Regions from separate parts of the Muntiacus reevesi genome. Here region 2 is linked to region 1. The links are chromatin contacts, called in public Hi-C maps. All regions are on one chromosome and are shown on one strand. The core of a region is the stretch at or near the end of the contact, and the rest is flanking DNA. Distances in the headings are between cores, read along the strand shown.

Evidence for each region. A called contact is a pair of places that touch in the nucleus more often than the background predicts.
Region 2: a contact with region 1 is called in a Hi-C map of muscle, with 4 times the contacts expected there. The contact joins the promoter of SENP2 here to the promoter of TBCCD1 in region 1. A contact is called at or near these places in 2 of 3 Hi-C or Micro-C datasets (blood and muscle).

Annotation. Positions count from the first base shown.
Region 1 is chr8:58,693,321-58,696,020 of mMunRee1.1, reverse strand. TBCCD1 (TBCC domain containing 1) reads right to left here and starts at 1,386. Exons shown (of 7, transcript XM_065942884.1): 1 at 1,292-1,386.
Region 2 is chr8:59,602,851-59,605,550 of mMunRee1.1, reverse strand. SENP2 (SUMO specific peptidase 2) reads left to right here and starts at 1,448. Exons shown (of 17, transcript XM_065942272.1): 1 at 1,448-1,735. The coding sequence starts at 1,635.

The sequences.
Region 1 (2,700 bases), core at 137-2,636:
TTTTATATATGTTAAATGTTTCCACAATAAAAAGTTTAATGTTTTCACTTTTATAAATAATGCTATAATTACCATCTTTCTGCATATATTCTGGCTTGTGATTAATTCCCAGAGAAAATTTTCAAATGTGCACTTGTGAAATGAAGTAATTGACATTTCTCAAGTTCCTGCCATATATGTCCACTGCTTTCCCAAATGATTATATCAAATTTTCCATCAGTTGACCAAGGAATGGTTTTCATTAAGCACGCCTCAGCATTAACTTCACTTTAAAAACCTTCATTTTATGACTGGATGAAAAAAAGTTTTACTGCTATTTTTGTTTGGCACTTGATTCTAAGAAAACTGTGCTTCTTTGGGGAATGCTCTGTTCAAAAAATAACGGACATAAATTAAGTGCTTATTATGTGCCTGGTAGCATTCTAAGTATTTCATGCTCTTCACCTTCTTTCATCCTTACAACCACCTAGAGATACATATGATTACCCCCATTTTCAGATGAGAAAACTGGGGCTTAGAAAACTTAAGGGAATTACTTACCTAAAGTCACATACTTGAGTTGGCAGAGAGCCCTGGACTAGAATTCAAGTCCGTCTGACTTCAGAACTGAGCTACTTACAAATATATACATCAATACTTTAGGAACCCAGTTTTAGGGGAATCTGGAAAGTGGGAGTGAATCCAGAAGAGAATTACCAGAATGAGTTGTCTTAAATGGAGGGCCACGTAGGGGCCAGGTGAAGAATCATGGAAGCATGAACCCCAGAAAGGGTGTGAGAGGGTGGATGACAGCTATCTTTGAAGTCTCTGAGTAAAATCAGACGATGCAAGTTCTGTGAGGAAGATCTTGGTCCGCTCCAGTGTAGTCCACCTGTCTCTAAAGCGAGCAATCAAAAGCTCACTGGAGACGAACCCGCTAGTCTAACCACGAAATTCGAGACGGCTAAATTCATAAACATAAACTGAAGCTCCTTTCCGCTTCAAAAGCTCCCCTGGGATGCCCTGGGATCCTGGTTTTTTAGGAGGGGAGACCGGCGTGAGGCCCAAGGCCGTCCTCCCGAGGCTTCGCCGCCACCTCATCCGCGGTCCGCGGTAGGACGCGGTCCAGGTTGGGACGCGGGATGTGCAGCCTGAGCGCGCCCGGATTAGAGTTCGGGAACAGAGAAGCCCCAGCTGACAGGGTCTGTAGAGGACCCAAGACCTGGCGAGCGCAAAGGCTGTCTTCCCAGCCGGAGCCCGAAGCGAGATGGTCCCTCTCCTCCCTCCCTGGCGCGGGCCGGCGAGCGGTTACCTGCGAAGCCAAGGGGCCGTTCTACTGTACCTCTCAGGGTGCGGCCGTGCCTTGCGCGCCAGACCGGCCCCGCGCTCGTCGCCCACCCCTGCGCAAGCGCGAGGCCTCGCACCACCGAGACCTGGCGCACGACATTGCTAGAGCGGCCCAATACTTCTTCCGCGGTCTGGGAAACACTTGGCTGGCGCCAAGAGTCCTTGATGCTGGAACCTGGAACCAGATCTGGCTGCTTTCTGGAGTCGCGCCATTCTACTCAGGGTAGTAGAAAGTTTTCTATTGCTCCACAGAGCTGTGGTGGGCAACTAGCTGCTGGTAAGGTCAGCACGCTTTCATCAGTAATAATAATGAAAGTGACAGTTAACTTTTATAGAATACTATGAACTGGGCACTGATTAAAGCACCTTAACTTATCTCGGTCTTCCTAAGAGCACTCTAAGTACACTTGTTTTACAGATGAAGAAACTAGGGTTTAGAGAGGTGAAAGTAAACACAGTGACCGAGCAAAGATACAAACCCAGGCTAAATATCTGAAGCGGGAGCGACCAGGGTGAGCTCCTTAACTATTAGCTTTTCCTCCATGTTACTGCCTTTAAGAAGTTTTTTTTTTTTTGGATTTCACCTCGTATAAGAACATCACTCCTTTCTCTAAACTTTGATTTTATGACTTTTGGCCATTTCCTGCTTGCTTAGTTCGTTTATGGCCTCTAGGTGTGGGAGATACAGAGGTAAATAAGACCATAAAATGCAATTTAGCTCCTCTTGCAGGTGGCCTCTCTCCCTTAGTAGGCATCTTCCTGAAAGCAGTAACCTGGTCTCCCTCTTAGCTCTGCACTGTGTCTGGCAGTGTCAGGCACTTGAATTACAGTAGTGAACAAAACACAAAGCCCTTGATTTCTTGGAGTGTATATTTTAATAGGTAGAATAAATGATGCGTTAGGAAAAAATAAAATACTTTCATATGTAAGTGCTACGAAATTTGGGGAAAGGAGTGAATACCAAACCTGAGCTGAGACCTGAAGAATAAGAAGCCAGCACAGGAAGATCACAGTCAAAGCGACTTTTACACCGTAGCAGACTCTGTTCTAAGCTGCAGTCTTAAACAGCTGTTAAGAGAACAGTCCAGATTCATGCTCTCATGAAACTGGCATTCTAGTATGTGTGAATGTTAGGAGCAGGGATGAAAATAATAAAATAAAACAGGGCAGTGTAAGAACAGAGGTTCAACAGTTGCTAATTTTGTTTGCTTGGTCAAGGAAGTCTTCTATAAAGTGGTGACTTTAAGCTGTTATCTGAGTTTAAAAAGGAGTACCCATGTTAGGATCTGAGGGAAGAGTGTTTCAGGCAGAAAACAACTAGAATAAAGGCCCTAACCAGGAATGAGCTTGATGTATTAAAAAAAGATAAAGGAA
Region 2 (2,700 bases), core at 199-2,698, 910 kb before region 1:
TGCTGTACCTTGTAATAGCCATTTCTAAATCTTTTCAGCTTTGCAATTCTCCTTTTATTCCCACATTATCTGTAACAGCCAGGTGTTAGATATATTTTAGGGCACTGAAGGAAGAGCCCATGTTCACACTTAGAATTTGCTTCTAGCCTCTAGAAACTGCTTCCATCTCCCCAGACCAGTGTGATGGTAGCCACTGTAGGGTAGCTGGTGGGTCTGGGACTCTAGCGGGTGGCTTGCAGCAGAATCCAGGAACAGTGTTTATTGAGCAAAGGATGATGCTGTACTGAGGAGTGCCTATGTTGAAGTTCAGGCAAGTCTGAAGTCTGACCTTAACTGAATTGAGGATCAGATTAAGGATCAGGTGCATACAGAGACGGATTTTTGTAGGGCATAAAAACTTTTTGAGGATTCTCAGGAGTGTTGGGGGAGGGGACTTGCTTTTCCATTAAAAAGGATGGGTCTTTTTCTGTTGTAGATAATTAACCAGAACTAGGACCTCTAAAAAAGAGAGGGAGAGTAGTTAGTACTCCCTGCCAGCTCTGGGGGCACTAGTAGGCTGCAGATAACTTTTCATCCTTAAGTTTCTGTGAGGCCTTCCTTGAGTTCTGTCCTTCACTTCCATAGCCAACTGTTTTCCTTTCTCTGGTTCCTACTGCACTTTGTACCCACCTTTATCACAGCAGTCAATTATCTTTTTAAAAATTAATTGAAGCGTAGTTTACTTACACCCAATTATCTTGTATTGTAATTTGTAATCATATCTCTCCCAGTAGACCTCAAGGGCGAGGGACTGGCGCTGGTACACAGATCGCGGTTCAAATTCCAGCTATGCCACTAGCTACCTCTTTGACTTTAGATAATTACTTAATCGCTGTATGCCTCGATTTCCTTATTAAAAATAGACACAAAAAGTAAAAAACAGAAATGGACACAAGGCTCCGCATCGCCTGCCGTTGCTGGGAGAAATGAAGGTGACTGCGTGTAAAATACCAGGCATAAACTATGCGCAAAACAAAGGATAGGGTAAATTAGAAGGGGAAAGGCTAGCCACTTCCAGTATTCTGGCTTGGAGAATTCCGTGGACTTATAGTCCATGGGGTCACAAAGAGTCGGATACGACTGAACGACTTTCACTTTCAGTAGCGTAAACATTTGTTAATTAACGTGCACTTAAACATTTACTGATAAACCCCTTGGGTTACCAGGCCTGGAAGCGCTCGCTCTCGCTCGGAGAGCCCTGTGCGGCCTGTGGGCCTTGTCCCGCGGGCAGCCTCAGGACTGGCTCTGCCCAAGAGAAAACCCCGCCCACATCCCTTATGATCTCGTGAGCGATTGGGCCAGGACCAGGCTTACAGGTTGCTAGGCTAGGGAGGTGGAGATCTAGACTGCGCCTGCGCAGACTGAGGGCTAAGATGCTTTCCGGTCGGGCGGGAGGAGGTGACGTCAGGAGCGGGGGCCCGCGGGGGCCGCCTGTAGCCCTGGGGACGTTGTATCTGTGGGCCCTAGGATCGCGTCACAAGTCGGCGACTGAGCTGTGGCGGCGGTGGCCGAGGCAGCGAAGGCGGCAGCGGCGGCGACAGCTCTGGGGTTTGCGTCTCGGGGTGTGTCGGCCGCCGCTGCTGCTTGGGCCTGGTATGTACAAATGGCTGGTTAGGATTCTCGGCACCATTTTCCGTTTCTGTGACCGGCCGGTGCCCCCTGCCAGGGCCCTCCTGAAGAGGCGGCGCTCGAACAGGTGAGAGGAGAGGGGCCCGAGCTACGGCCTGGCTCTCCCCCTTCCCCACCCCGGGTTCGGCTGGCGTAGCGGTGATCCAGCCAGGCAGGCCCCGCTCGGCAGAAACAGGTAGCTGGACGGAGGCGTTAGAGGTGCGGGTCGCGGGTGTCCCGGTGACGTAGTTGCTCTTCGGCGCTGTGCAGATGCGACTCCTGATGATGGAAGGGGCCAGTGATCGGTGATGGTGAATATCTTTTTTGTTAGAGTCCAAGCTGGCTTCTATCAACAAACGGGGTTTTTATCATATTTTGCTGCTCTTAGCTTGAAAACTTTAAGTTGAAGGAATACTGTGTTTGTGTGGCTCATTGTTTACAAAACACACTCCCAAGTGTCATTTGTGCGCGGTAAGTGCAGTTAAGGGAAGTGAACTTCATAGTTTGCGCAAAGCCGTTTTGACCACACTTAACTGTTCTCTTAGCACCAAGACACAGTAGCTGTCTTGTTTGGAAGGCAGCTGTCAGACTTTGCGTGTGTGTGTGTGTGTGTGTGTGTGTGTGTGTGTGTGTGTGTGTGTTTTGCTGGGGAGGGAGGGAGAGTGATCCTGTGCTTTAGCATTAGGGTATGAGAAAAAGATGGTACTTCATTTCTTCAAAAAGATCCCTAATCTATACTCTAAAAGTAAAGTTAAAATTTGGGGGAAATTAAAAGTTGTTCTTAGTATTTGCCTGTTGGTTTGTCCAGTTTCGTAGTGTCTACCACCTTCTTTAAGAATTAATCTAGAGGGGCTTCCCTTCCCTGGTGGCAGAGAGGTTAAAGCTTCTGCCTGCAGTGCGGGAGACCTGGGTTCGATCCCTGGGTGGGGAAGATCCCCCGGAGAAAGAAATGGCAACCCACTCCAGTATTAAAAAAAAAAAAAAGAATTAATCTAGAGAATAAAATACCATACCAATTCTGTACATAACCCCCCCAACTTTTAATGATCAACT